Regions from separate parts of the Mus musculus genome. Here all the other regions are linked to region 5. A link is a contact called in public promoter capture Hi-C data. All regions are on one chromosome and are shown on one strand. Each heading gives the region's core, a stretch centred on a gene start, on an enhancer-like site or on the middle of the called end of the contact. The rest is flanking DNA. Distances are from core to core; before and after follow the strand shown. Region 1 holds the start of Coq7 (demethyl-Q 7). Region 2 holds the start of Mettl9 (methyltransferase like 9). Region 3 holds the start of Vps35l (VPS35 endosomal protein sorting factor like). Region 4 holds the start of Usp31 (ubiquitin specific peptidase 31). Region 5 holds the start of Lyrm1 (LYR motif containing 1).

Region 1 (2,700 bases), core at 148-2,647, 1.4 Mb after region 5:
AAGAAAGCAAGCAAGCACAAATGGAGGGAAGAAAGAAAATGTAGTAGTCTCATATTTTCCACTTAAATGTTCTATTTTATCCAAAGTTCTTTCAAAGTTCATTGTTCTAACACCCCTGGAAGCTCCAGAGGCCAAAGCAGCCATTTCACCAGTTTAAGGCAAGCCTGAGTGACATAATCAGATCTGAACTCGTCATTACATCCATTTCAGGGAGCTGCTAACTGTGCTCATGAGTCATAGTTTGTTAGCATTCTCTTGATGGTAACCTTTTTAAAAAACATGTATTTGTCTGTGTGTCACATGTGCAGAGAGTCCGGAGGAGAGTGCTGGGTCACTTGGAACTGGAGTTACAGGCCGTTGTTAGCTTCCTGCTGTGGCTTCTGGGAATCAAACCCAGGTCCTCTACAGGAGCAAGAAGTGTTCTCAACTTCTGAGCTCTCTCTAGCTCCAATTTTTTAACACTTCCAAAAATTTCCAGTAATAACTAGGACATACACCTCAACATTCTTTTATCTCTTTAGGACAGATCTAGAAGTGGAATGCACGGGAAAGGTTCTGAACATTTGAAGGCTTTGAGAGCCAGATTTAGGTTGAGTATTCCACAGGAATATTTAAGTACCCTCACTGCCGCTAAGGCCCAGTACTTGGGCTCGTCTTAATTTTAAGTTACTGTAGTATACTAATTGAACACTATAATTATATAGAATGGGTTAGTAGTTTCATTTATTTTACAGTAGCTATGAATCAAATACCCGCCCCCCTCCCGCCAAGGGTGCAAACTCTAGTTTTCCTAAAGCCACAGTCTCTAGTGGTCCTATAATAGGCACTGATTATCCTTGCAGGTATGGTTTTTCCCCTTATATACTTATCTGACTTGAAAATTTATTTCTATTGGCTAGATCCTAGCTGTCATATTAATGGATATGCACTTTAAAATGTTTAATGTATGTTACTAAATTTTCCTTCCCTCAACACACAGCTATGTTCATCACTAATGTGCACTAGGCCATGAATAATCCAGTAAAGGATGAACAATGAAGCAAATCTCAATATAAAAATTGAGAAGGAACGGAAAGTAACGGGAAACAAACTGGGAAACCCACAATTACACCGAAAACTGGCATGTTTTACCAGGTAATTGCTGACTTTCAGGTGTAAATCGGCTCTTAATAGAGAAAAATAATCTCCATAACGTGGAGGAAACAACAGTGACCTGCGGGTCGCCTTTCCAAGACAGGGAGAAACCCTAACCTAAAATGCCTCTCCAGGGCAGCTCTGCATCAACCCTAAGAGCCGACCGGGCGCCTTCACGACGTTACAATGATCGACAGGGGGAAGACCCAATAGAGTACGTGAATCGGTCATTTCTAACCAATCGGGTGTAATCCAGGGCCTAGGGGCGTTTCCTCTGGCTCTCGGTCCGCGGCATCTATGCGTCATCACCCTGAGTCGAGAGCACGATTGGCGGGGCGTTTGGACCATAGCTGCATTGTCCGCAGCGATGAGCGCCGCCGGAGCCATAGCGGCTGCTTCCGTGGGACGCCTGCGCACTGGTGTCCGGAGGCCCTTCTCAGGTACCGGCCGTTCGGGGTCGTGGTTCGGCGCGGGGCTCTTCGCCGGTGACTATTTGCAGTGGAGGTCACGGATGTCACGGGGAGGACGTCTATACGTCACAAGCGCGCGACATGGGGGTGGGGTTTGTAGTACGTCTAGTTGATTGATAGGAACGGGTGAACTTCTGCAGGATGCCCTGCCGGGGAACAAGTGATTACCAGCCTGTGATGTGACGTCAGTGCAAGTGTGGAACTTGAGTGTCCTGCAGTGTCCCTCCGGTCTCCACTCGGGACTTTCTCAAGCAAAGTAGCCTTCCGACGACAGCATCAATCTGTTATAAATGCAGATTTTCGGGTCCCCCTCATTATCCACTGGATTGATAGGTTTTAGAGTTTTAAAAAGTGTGTGTGTGTGTGTGTGTGTGTGTGTGTGTGCGCGCGCGCGCGCGCGTGCGTGCGCACAATAATTAAATTCTAGAGAGGCCAGAATTGGGGTTTGAATCTGCAACTAGAGTAACAGGCAGTTTGTGAATCCCTATATATGGGTGCTGGGAGCCCAACTCAAGTCATTTGCAAGTGCAGTACACATTCTTAACTGCTGAGCCTTCTTTTGAGCCGTAGAGTCTCTGTTTTTATCAAGCCTCTCATGGGACTGTTTGTATTGCAAAATATGGTAAGCTTTGAATTTGGAATGGAGAGAGGTAGGTTTGGATTCAGGTCTGATTCATCCGAGCTGCCCCAGAAAATCGTGGTCATTTTCTCGAAACTAAATCTTCAAGCATTAGATTTCTATTTTGCCTGAAGGCAATATTGTTTGGAGGTTTGAGATGTGTTTTTGTTTAACTACAACTTATTAAGTAATTTAATTGAAACTACATCCTTTTGGTAAATAATAAGCCAGAATTGTCTGCCCCCAAATGGATGAGTAATCACACACACACACACACCACCACCACCACCACCAATACCATGAGAACAGCTATGAAACTTCATTAGATATTGTTGTGTGTGCCTTCCAAGGCTTGAGTCCAAGGTTGTTTTTCTTTCTGGAAGAGAAGAGTGCTTAGCAAGTGTTTGGATATTTTTCAAGACATGCCAGTTATAGAGATGTTTTCCTTGGTGATAAATGGATCAGAAGAGACTTTTT
Region 2 (2,700 bases), core at 185-2,684, 1.1 Mb before region 5:
TTTAGAAAAAGCGCAAAGTTTGTCTAAATTCAAAGGCTTCTCTTCTGTGACTGCAAGGTTAACCACAAACTACTTACGGTCAAATGCAAACTACCTCCCTCTTAATTCAACAGCTGACCCATGCATGTTTCTTTAAGTGGTACAAATAGCTAATGAAAAGACCATCCAACCCCATCCAACCGGTAGAACCCCCACGGCTCACAATCCATTCATTAGCTACAAGAATTCACTGCTGAACAGTTCAGATTTTTTAAACCTCTCCGTTTAAAGCTTGCATCATCTTCCTCCTCATCCCAACCTCTCTGGTCAGCTCACTAAACCCAAGTTGAAAGGACACGTCTCATAGGCAGAGGGGGAGGAGAGTTCCTAGGCTGGGAGCCCAGACCTGTCAAACACATTTTTTTAAGTGCTTCGGGGAAATGTCAGCCGAAATGTTCACGAGGCCCAGTTTAATGTCTTTAGAACCCTTTGTATATCCAGAGATTCGGCCAGACAAAAAGAGACCGGCTTTCGGTTTTGTCCCTCGGGGGGGTAGAGGAAGGCTGGCTGGGTGAGAGCTGGGGCAGTTTTCTGCTCAGGCCCCAGTGCCAGTTGGGTGGCCCTACCCAAAGTTGCTCGGGTCCTGAGGGCGGACGCGGACGCCGCCGCCGGCCTGGGAACAATGCGGGGCTTCGGGGCGCCCACGCTGGGGCCCGGGGAGCCAGGCAGCAAAGGCTGTCCCCCGCCCGCGCCGCCGAACAAAAGGCGCCGTGGGGCCAGCGCCCGGGCCGGGAAAAGTTTGTGAGAGGCCGGGGCCGAGGCCCGAGCGCGCCGCCCCGCACAATGGCCCGGCCGAGCGCGGGAAGGCCGAGCGCCCCGCCGCGCCGCGCCACGCCCCCGCTCCGCAGGGCTGCGGCCCAGTACCTGGTGCGTGTCCTTCCCGCCGCCCGCGGCCGCCGCTGGCCCGCCGGGGCCGCTAGTCATGTTCACGTACAGGGAGCGGGAGAGCGGGCTCCGCAGCGTCCACATCCTCCGCGCCAGCCACACGGACGCCAGGCTCAGGCACAGCCAGCCCGCCAACAGTCTCATCGGGGGGCCGCGGCCGCCAGCTCGGATCACCGCCGGGCCCAAGCCCAGGAGGAGGAGGAGGAGGAGCCGCCGCCTCCGGCCACCGTCGTCGCCGCCGGAGCTCGAGCCATCGCCGCCAAGTCGCCCGTGCAGCCCCCTTCGGGGCCGAGGCAGAGGGAGGGGGAGATGGCGCGGGAGGGGGGGCGGGGGAGGAGCGGCAGGCGCGCGGCCTTCTCACGTCCCCCGCGGCCCTTCCCAGCCCGGAACGCCAACGACTCCAGGTCGTGTTTCCACCCGGTGCACGTACAAACGCAGGAGGGGCGTCCTCCCTGCCCAATGAGCGGAGACCGGGAGGCCCGGGAGTTGGGAGAGAGGGCGTGCACGTCCTCCGTGGCGCCGCCTGGACTCATAATGGCGGAAGATCCGGGGGAGACTTCCTAAAGGGGCTACTAGAGTCTGGCCCCTCCGAGGAGGGGTCTGCAGGACTTCCGGGCTTGTCTTGCCTTAGTAACTACCCTGTGGGCCCCTCGATTACACCTTTGACCTAATTGTTCCCATTGACACAGACCCAGGTTTATTCGATAGACCCGCGCTGCCCTTCTTGCTACAGTCTTGACCGTCTATTTAATAATTTCCATCTGGGGTCAGCGAACCTGACTCCCAACTCCAAAAGCCACCCGATAGCTGCAAAGCAGAGAATCGAGGGGGAAAGAATCCCACCGCCACTCCCAGTCCCGGTGTTCCCAAGCCTGAGAAGCGGCTGTCACAGGTCTAGTGAAGCCCTCATGAGTGAAAGCTCTGCCTTTGTTGGAAACTGTTGCTCCTGGAGCACTCAACGAAATGTGATGGAAAATAGCATCTGCTGGACAACGAAGGCCACAAGTTAGTCCTGGCTGCCATGTTTCCTTGCAAGTTAGTCCTGGCTGCCATGTTTTCTCAAGCTGATAGAAGTTGGACCAGACATTCTTAAAATGTGCTCGGTCTGGGGAGATTTAGCCAGATATTTCTTAGATCATTTATAGCAGGAAGAAGCCCAATGTTTCTAAAATGAGGGTCATGAGATGTCGTTGTGTCTCAACTGTTGCTACTAAGCTACAGCATATTTCCTAGCCCAGCTACTCACACCTTCCTAGGTTTGTTAGAATATGCTTTTCATTTGACAGCGACAGATTCTGTACATTAATTTTAAATTAATTATAAAACAAATTTATCTTTACGTTAATTTCATCACACTACACTGAAGAGATTTCCGTTTATGAAATAATGACCCCTGGATGAGAAATGGCATTCCTTATCACAAACTCCTTAGGTGTTAAAGTATCTATTTACCATCTTTCGTTAATAAGAATATTTTGTTACCTAATGTGCATAGAATATAACAAAATACTTTGTCTTCTCTCATTCTGGTATATTCCCTGACATCTCTCCAAGTTGGGTGTTAAACCCAAGACTATACCTTACTAAATTGAGCTCAACTTTCTAGAAGTACTGGTCCAACATACTTAAAAGAAGCTATAATAGTGAATGTAAATGACTGTATTATGTCCCCTCTTTGAGTTCCAATAAAGCTCTTCTGTATCAAACCAGAGTCTTCACCTTTTTAAGTAAAGAGGAGATACAACAAGAGTGCATAAACGGGCATATTTCATTTCT
Region 3 (2,700 bases), core at 74-2,573, 1.2 Mb after region 5:
TGTCCTTAAGTGGTCACTTAAGAGTCTGCAGGGTGGAGTGAATTAAAGTGTCCGGCCAAAAAGCCAGAGGGTTGATGTTGGTTATGTTCAAGGCCTAGCGCTACAAATTTCTTTCATGCTCAAACGCAGAAATTTTGCCCCTGAGATGCAAGGTCTCCAACGTCCAACCACATTATCATCCGCTTATCCTATGTGGGTTCTTTATCGACACAAATCACCTGTGACAACCTAAAGGTCACCTCACTTCTAAGCACAAAAAGGCCCGTATGCCAGTCACTTGGGTACACACTATTCCTTCCTGCTTGGTGAGCTCGTATGCATCCTGCAAGACCCAGTTGAAGGCTCTTCTCTGCAGTCTACCCAAGCCGCCAGGGGAGTTGACTGACTGCCCCCTCTCTCCTTTGGGCGTGTCCTCTCTCTAATACGTTCTACTACGTTGAACAACGAGGTAAAGAAGCGTGTCTGGGGACCCTACATAGAGTAGGGTGAATGGTCCCACTTTACAGATGAGAAAGTCTAAGGAGCTCAAGGAACAAGCGACCAGGTCTCCCAGGTGCAGACTCCGGGCGAATTCATCCCCTTCCCCAGAACTCCCAGGCGTGCCAACGTCTCCCAAGGAGGCGGAAGCCTTGGATGGAGTCCGTCTGAGTGAAGGAGCTGCGGAACAGAGGAGAGGAGCAGAGTACTGACAGCGGTTCTGCTCTTCCGTAGTCCTGACAGCCCGGGCGGGGACGGAGGCCACCGATCCCAACAAGGAGGACTGCCCACCCCCACTGAGAGGAGCCCTCCCCGAAGCCTACTAGCGGGTTTTTCCTTACCAGGGAAAGACAGCCATCTTCCCAGTCACATGATCGCCTGTTTTCCGCGTCCAGCCCCTTTTCTCACATCCAGGGAAGCTCGGCCCCGCCCCAGACGCCATGATTGTGAAGGGCAGCTTCCGCTCTGAAGATCCCGGGCTCCGTCATCCGCCATGATTGTGAGGGGCAACTTCCTCCGGATTCCGATCCTCCGCAGTTGTATCGGGCAATGGCCCGGCAAAACCCAAGCTCCGTCATCGGCCTTGATTTTATTTTTTCTTTTTATTTTGTTAATAGAAATCCATTTACGTCTGCCTCCGAATGATGGGATTAAAGGCCTGCATCACCACGCCTTGCTTAAATCCCATTCGTATTATGTAAATATGTGCACGGAGGTCAGTGGATAACGGACAGGTGTTGGTCCTTTCTTCGCTTGGCACTAGATGCCATTACCTTCTGAGCCATCCCATTCACACACACACACACACACACACACACACACACGATGCCATTACCTTCTGAGCCATCCCATTCACACACACACACACACACACACACACACACACACACACACACACACACACACACACCGCCCCCCAGTCTTGTAAGGGGTAAGACGCCACTGGCTGCTTGGCCCGCCTGCGCCCTCTAGTGACAAAAAGGAGTGCACACACCCATCCCTGCTGAGGGCCAGACACAAGTGATTATGAAGTGAATTCTGTTTGGTGTGGGTTCTCTTCATGCTTCGTAAGGATGAACACTTTGGGCATTTTCCCCCCACTACTGACAATCTACGTCCGAATACGGGCAAGCAAGTTCTGTTCTTGACCACAGAACTTTGGCGCTCCTGTTTTAAGCCCCACCCCACCCCACCCCCATGGATAAATTATGATAGGGTGACTGCACTCAATGCACTTTGCCCACTCCCTTCTCAATAGAAACTTCTGGAGTATCTATCATTAATCACTTGTTTTTGGAAAACTGATGCTCAAAGCTGGTGAGTGTCAAACTCTAACTCAAATAAGAATGGATTAAGACTGGGAAATTAGCAGACTGTCTATTCATACCATCCTGGTTCTACTCCCAAGTGCATTTCCTTATGGAAAGAGCAGCATCCTCTTATGCGTTCTGGAAAAGGCAACGGAATATACTTTAACTAGGACTGACATTTTCAGAGTCCCAGTTTCTTCCTCTGTGAAACTGAGCTAACTGCTAAGGTGACAGGAGGTTATAAAATCCCTGTCTCCGGGGCAAACCTCAGATGCTGTAGTTAGTGAGGCAGGCAAGACAGGCTGCTCTTGGTTGGCCTTTGCTCTCAGAGCCTTTCTCTCTGTAGCGCTGACCCTGGTCTATAACAGAGCAGGGCATCTACTGTAAATGGGCATGCCACTTGCCTGGGGACTGTAAAACAGTGGCTCTGGGATAGTTGTGTGTACAATTCTAGGGGACACTGCTGTTGGTGGTTCCTTTGAAAGAATGGTAGCAGTTTGGGTGGTAAGAAGCAACTATGAGGCACTAAAGGCAGGGGACCAATTGTCCTTCGTACATTCGTCAAACCCATCCCATCTTATGTATAAAATAGATGATGGGGAACTATCATAAAACAGGCTACATTTCTGGAAAGGATAGATAACTAAAGGGTTCTTCTTACCACATGCTAAGACCATGGTTTTGTGGCATCTCTGTCAGTGTCCCTAAAGAACTGTAAAATCTGGGCTGGAGAAATGCGTTATCTGGTAAGCACTTGCTGTTCTTCCAGAAAACCCAGATTTGATTTCTAGAACCCAAACTCACAACCATCTGTATCTCCAGTCCCAGGGGATCTGATGCCCTCTTCTGGCCTACAGAGGTACATGTGGTATAGAGACACACATACAGGCAAAATATTTATATACATCAAATA
Region 4 (2,745 bases), core at 228-2,727, 1.8 Mb before region 5:
TACAGCTAAGATGGATGTTTTAATTAGGAGGTAGAAGTGGAGGGGATTTGAGCCTATTCAGAGCAAACCAAGAGCATCATTACAGGATACCATATTTAGTATTGAGTAGAAATCTAGAGGCCAAAACTATTTGCTTTGAGATGGGTGTAGGGTGGCCTTTCTATCTTTAAAATGTTATGGGCTTTCTTTCCCATTATCTGTTTTTTGCAGTAACCAGGGCTCAGGCTCATCTCTTAGCAAAGAGAACATACAAAGAGAAGGTCAGAAACCAGTGGATTTTGAGTAGTAGGCAGCCTTAATGCACGCTGTTCTCCCATGCAGTTTTTTTTCCTTTAAAAAAAATTGAACCAACATTTAAAAATAGAATTTCCACCTTTTCTCTAAAAATCAGCTGATCTGGCAACACTAAGCCCTCATTCTCACATGGGAACAACTGACTGGAGGTGAGCGAAAGCCATCTCTTTAGAAGAATGTTAATTAGCAGGTTGCCGCTGTCCACAACATTTCTTGTATTCCCAAGATATGTGAAGTATGACCTGATCAGCAGATGACCGACCCCTCACCAGGATTCTTTGTTCATTGCTATGACCTATCTAGCCTCTGCGATAGTAGTGCATCTGTGACCCTTGGTTTAAAGGTTAAGTCTTTGAGCCAAACTTGGGTTTAAATGAGATGTCAAAGGCACTGAACTGAAAACCAAGGAAGGTATTCCATGATTGGCATAGTGTGTGGAATACAGAGGTAATCATGAATGAATACCTACTGAGAGTGTACACTATAGGAAGGCAAGCAGAAACTCAGTTAGTTTCAGTCTTGTCGTATCCTTAGAGTTTAGTACAGTATTTGGCAAACAGCAAGTGTTCAGTTGCTATATTTACTGAATGAATGGATGGATGAATGAATGATTGAATGAATGAATGAGCAAATGCTCAGTTTATTGAGTGATTAAAGGGAGAGCTCAGAGGATTTAAAGGCTGTATTTTACAAAACTTTTCAGCAAGGCAATTCTAATAATATTACTTTGCTGAGACCTCAAGGTACATCCTGAAAGAAAAGCCCACCAGAATGTGCCAGCTCCGTGACCACGTTCGGGTGGGTACGCGGCAGTCCCTCGGGAGCCAGGCTGAGTTAACCCGCCTGGGACAAGACAAAGCTGTATCTATCAGCTCCTCTGCCACCTGGTACGTGGCAGCTTGATTTCAGTACTTTCTCTAGATCTTTTCTATTTGACAAGCAAAGACAGAGACCCACCCCTAAAATCCACCATCCAGCGCCTGCCCTAACGTTTAGGACCGTGCCCATACTAAACATGGCCAGTCTTGAGCTTCAACACGCAGAACCACGCCCTAAGCCGAGGGAGTCCTTGAATCAGGGTTCAGGGAGAGAGCTGTTCCCACAGTCAATATGGCGGCCTCGCAGCTTCAGTGCGGGGCGGGGCTGCGATGCCAGCGAGTCACGTGAGCTGCCCACTTGGGCGGCCGCGCGACGCACGCGCGCCCCTCGGTCGCCGCTCTCTTGCTCGCTCTCTCCGCGGCGCTCTGAGGTGGTGTAGGGCGTGAAGCCCCCCGGGCCGGGTGAGGCGCAGGCGGCGGGATGCGGCGGCGGCCGTGGCGGAGTCGCGGTCCGGGCGGACTGGCGCGGTGATGAGCGTCGGCAACCGCCGCCATGTCCAAGGTAACGGCGCCCGGGCCCGGGCCGCCGGTGGCGGCGGGCGGGAAGGAGAAGCGCTCGTTCAGCAAGCGGCTGTTCCGGAGTGGCCGCGCGGGGGGCGGCGGCGGCGCTGGCGGCCCCGGGCCGGCCGCGCCCTCGTCGCCGTCGTCGGCGCGCTCGGTGGGCAGTTTCATGAGCCGCGTCCTCAAGACGCTGTCCACGCTCTCGCACCTCAGCTCCGAGGGCGCCGCCCCGGACCGCGGCGGCCTCCGCAGCTGCTTCCCGCCCGGGCCGGCCTCCGCGCCCACGCCGCCGCCGTGCCCGCCGCCGCCCGCCTCGCCCGCGCCTCCCGCCTGCGCCTCGGAGCCGGTGCCCGGCGTGGCGGGGCTCCGCAACCACGGCAACACGTGCTTCATGAACGCCACGCTGCAGTGCCTCAGTAACACCGAGCTCTTCGCCGAGTACCTGGCTCTGGGCCAGTACCGGGCGGGCCGACCGGAGCCAGAGCCGGAGTCGGAGCAGCCGGCGGGCCGCGGGCCGCACGGCCAGGGCGAGGTCACCGAGCAGCTGGCGCATCTGGTGCGGGCGCTCTGGACGCTGGAGTACACCCCGCAACACAGCCGCGACTTCAAGGTGAGCCCGGGGCGGGGGGCCTTGGAGCTCGGGCGCTTCTTGGGCTCCTCCTCTTCGGGCCGGGAGGATTTCTGCGCTGGATGCTCAGAGAGTTCTGGAAGATAACCCAGATGACAAAGGAACGCATTCCTCCCACCATTCATCCAGCCAGCTTGGCTTCCGAGCGCCAGAACATGGGCGCCAGGTCCTGTGATCCGCCTTGGGGATGGATGTTGCCAGGACCAAGACCCTGCCTTCATGGAACTTCAATCTTTGGAGCGGGTATTGGTGGGAGAGTATCTATCCATCTGGGTTCGAATCCGGCTTCTGCTTCTTAAGTAGTAAACCACTGAGCCTCTTTATGCTCCCGTTTACCTGGTACTTACGTTTAGCAAGTTGACAGGTTACGTTGGACAGCGAGATTACCCAGTTTGGGCACTTCTAGCGGGTTCAGTGTGATACATAAAGTGCTTTAGCTATGTT
Region 5 (2,700 bases), core at 110-2,609:
GAATAAACCCCACATTTATTATCTCCAACCATGACTTGTCTTCCAGCTTGTCCGTCTCATTTCTGGACATCTTCATGGGCTGTAAAATGACTCTGGACATACGTTCCAGAGAGCATAGGAGATTCCTTCCCAAACTGTTTTCTCTAGAGAAACATCTTTGGTTTCACATTCTCCCATACATTTCGTATCCAGTTCAGCATTCAGTCTGGAATGCTCAAGCTCCCAAATACATTATGAATCAATTCTCTTAATTTCCATGTTTCCACCACTGTCATCTCTCATGGCCTTAGCAACAGCCCTTTAACTACCTTCTTTTATCCAGCAGCAATTTTTTTAAATGTAAATTAAGGTTTGGTCATTCATTACACTTCAGGGAAGTAATACAAAGGCCAAAACCTTGCTATTTCTGCAACTCCAAGACTTCTTTCTCGTCTGCCTTTTGTTTAAAATGTTACCCACAAGGCAGTTCCTTCTCCCATTCTCTTTTCCTCTTAAACCTGGAAGAGGCCTTCTCACCACACCATTCAGCTTCTGGGGCAGCTGCTATTCTCTGCATTCATTTACTTATTAATGAAAAGTTCAGAAACAAGACTTCCTTCATTTTGTCATTTGCTCATCTTAGTAATGAAACTAGCCTTCATCATCACCTGAAGTCTGATTCCTACATCCGGGATCGTTTGGGTGGCCTTTCTCAAGGCCAGCACCTCTCCAGCCTCCTACAACTGCCCCGTCGCCTTCCATTTATAATCGAAAAGTCTGAAGGGTCCCAGGCAGGATCTCTCCCACGTGCCAGTTCCCTTAGGCAGGTCTCCCGAGGCCAGCAGCGATGACACCAGTCGCCCTCGCGAGGCTGGGGTCATACAGGCGCGTCTCCTAGCAACCCCACACCGGCATCTCATCCCTGGCCCTGGGAAGCCAACCCCTTTCCCCAGTCCCCCGCGACTGGAGCCGGCGTCTCCATCCTTACACTCACTCAGCGTCACTCCTGCTTTTCCCCACCCACAGGAGCCGGCTGGGAAGAGGCGGTGCCAGGAGCTCTGCCGAGCCTTGGCCACACCGGGCTGTATCCAGCAGGTCCAGTAGGCCAGGCCGGGCCAAACCACCGGGCGGACCGCTGTGTTAGCATGAGGCCCAGGTTAGAGGTCGTCTCAAACCTCCTGAAACTTCCAGATTTAGCCGACTCCCCGCCGCACTCAACAACTGAGCTAACCTCCCTCTCCTCCAGCCTTCCCTTTCACCCTTTCGTTATCCCCTTGCCCCATTTCTAGTCAGAAAATGGCCTGGCCCAGCTCCTAGCCCACCCTCCGCCGCTCCCCGCCTTGCCCTTACTTGGAGACGGCTTCGGACGTCCTCGCGTACGTCGTGACGTCACCCTCCTCGTTCCTGTCCCCGCCCCTCTCCCATTCTCTCCCTCCTCGAGCCAGCGGCCGGCGGGGTTACCGGAAGTGATGATGCAGGAGGCAATGGAGGGGGCGGGGCTTCGGGGCGGCCGCCGCCGGTGGGCTGCAGATGAGGAGGAGGCGGCGGCCGCGGTGGCAGAAAAGGCGGCGGCGGCGGGGGTAGGGAGCCTGGAAACGCAAGCGGGGATGGTAGGTAGTTTGGACCCGCCGGGCCGCCGTCGTTTCCAGAAAGGGTTTGACTGGAGGAACCTCTGGAGCAGCTGTGAGTTTGGAGGGGGGGAGTTGAGGAAAAGGGGGGAGCGTTGAGAGATGAAGGGGCGGGGGTTCGGTTCCTTCGAGAAAGGGGGTGGTGGTGGAAAGGGAGGAGTGCATATCAGCGCCTTGTCTGGACTGGTCCCTCTGGAAGAAGAGGCTGTGAGGGGAGCCTGTGGCTTGTCAAGCGCAAGGCTCCGAAAACTTACCTACTGTCCCTGCCTGTCCATCGCCAGCACCCCTCAATCCCGGGCCTGGGGACCTGGGGCTGTAGATCCCCGGGGAGGGTCTGCAGACTCTGAGCTGAAAGTCCAGGGTAAGAGCCGTGAGGTAGGAGCCCAAGGGGGAGGTGGTGGGTGAATCTGCAGCTCCCTCCCTGATTTTTCTCCCCACCCCCATCCTTTTCTGTAATCGTTAACAGCTCTGGAATTAAGGGGCTCAGACCTGAAGGCCTTTCAGTGCACCTTTGCTATAAACGATAACCATCTGTGCCTGAGGTAATGGGGCTGGAGGGTTTGCCTATATCCTGTTTAGGAAGTGGGACGGGATGACAAATGTATTGTTTTTTCCATCCCCATCTCTTATCTCCCCTCATACACACCTCTGTTTCATACTTTAATTCTCTGTGGTTAAGTGGCAGTCGTGGACACCCTCTCCCCTTTGTGGCACTTAGTACCTCAGCTACCTCTTTTGAATTTGGTGTTCAGCCTCTATCCCAGCTCCTAACTGCAAGCTTTGTAGTACTTCAGTTATGGTCTGTGTCACATTGGGGAGTACCTCACAACGCCGCCTGGCTCCCGATTATAATGAACATTTTCTTTTATGAATACTAGAATTCCAGAGCTCTTCCAAGGCATCATAAGTGGCTTCATAGCCCAGGAATCAAGGTCTCTCGCTCTAAATACTTTATATGTGAGGAATTTACATGTTGTCAACTCTTTCCAAAAATGATTTGATGTTAGGCTAATTCTGGATTTCTGTGTTTCTCTCCACCCACACTTCATGATGCACTTCAGAGAACAGAAAACCCTATATTACTGTTTTTGTT

What was found. Promoter capture Hi-C pulls out the DNA fragments that hold promoters and counts their contacts.
Region 1: a contact with region 5 is called in a promoter capture Hi-C map of pre-B cells, with 4 times the contacts expected there. The contact joins the promoter of Coq7 here to the promoter of Lyrm1 in region 5. A contact is called at or near these places in 2 of 39 promoter capture datasets (liver and pre-B cells).
Region 2: a contact with region 5 is called in a promoter capture Hi-C map of pre-B cells, with 3 times the contacts expected there. The contact joins the promoter of Mettl9 here to the promoter of Lyrm1 in region 5. A contact is called at or near these places in 4 of 39 promoter capture datasets (the 3T3-L1 cell line, liver, neural stem cells and 1 more), 5 of 484 Hi-C or Micro-C datasets (CD4 T cells, adipose-derived mesenchymal stem cells, embryonic stem cells and 2 more), 2 of 115 datasets of contacts at active chromatin or transcription factors (astrocytes and large pre-B cells) and 1 of 9 other capture datasets (adipose tissue).
Region 3: a contact with region 5 is called in a promoter capture Hi-C map of pre-B cells. The contact joins the promoter of Vps35l here to the promoter of Lyrm1 in region 5. A contact is called at or near these places in 3 of 39 promoter capture datasets (hippocampal neurons, liver and pre-B cells), 1 of 115 datasets of contacts at active chromatin or transcription factors (astrocytes) and 2 of 9 other capture datasets (embryonic stem cells and liver).
Region 4: a promoter capture Hi-C map of pre-B cells shows a contact between it and region 5. The contact joins the promoter of Usp31 here to the promoter of Lyrm1 in region 5. A contact is called at or near these places in 3 of 39 promoter capture datasets (the 3T3-L1 cell line, neutrophils and pre-B cells), 3 of 484 Hi-C or Micro-C datasets (CD8 T cells, double positive thymocytes and muscle stem cells), 1 of 115 datasets of contacts at active chromatin or transcription factors (astrocytes) and 2 of 9 other capture datasets (adipose tissue and liver).

Annotation. Positions count from the first base shown.
Region 1 is chr7:118,532,053-118,534,752 of GRCm38.p6, reverse strand. It overlaps Coq7 (demethyl-Q 7), which reads left to right and starts at 1,397. Exons shown (of 6, transcript NM_009940.3): 1 at 1,397-1,574. The coding sequence starts at 1,502.
Region 2 is chr7:121,033,179-121,035,878 of GRCm38.p6, reverse strand. It overlaps Mettl9 (methyltransferase like 9), which reads right to left and starts at 1,434. Exons shown (of 5, transcript NM_021554.2): 1 at 904-1,434. The coding sequence starts at 1,068.
Region 3 is chr7:118,738,894-118,741,593 of GRCm38.p6, reverse strand. It overlaps Vps35l (VPS35 endosomal protein sorting factor like), which reads right to left and starts at 1,323. Exons shown (of 31, transcript NM_027815.4): 1 at 819-1,323. The coding sequence starts at 919.
Region 4 is chr7:121,706,174-121,708,918 of GRCm38.p6, reverse strand. It overlaps Usp31 (ubiquitin specific peptidase 31), which reads left to right and starts at 1,477. Exons shown (of 16, transcript NM_001033173.2): 1 at 1,477-2,283. The coding sequence starts at 1,666.
Region 5 is chr7:119,894,520-119,897,219 of GRCm38.p6, reverse strand. It overlaps Lyrm1 (LYR motif containing 1), which reads right to left and starts at 1,359. Exons shown (of 4, transcript NM_001285959.1): 1 at 1,330-1,359. It overlaps Dcun1d3 (DCN1, defective in cullin neddylation 1, domain containing 3 (S. cerevisiae)), which reads left to right and starts at 1,475. Exons shown (of 3, transcript NM_001163703.1): 1 at 1,475-1,662.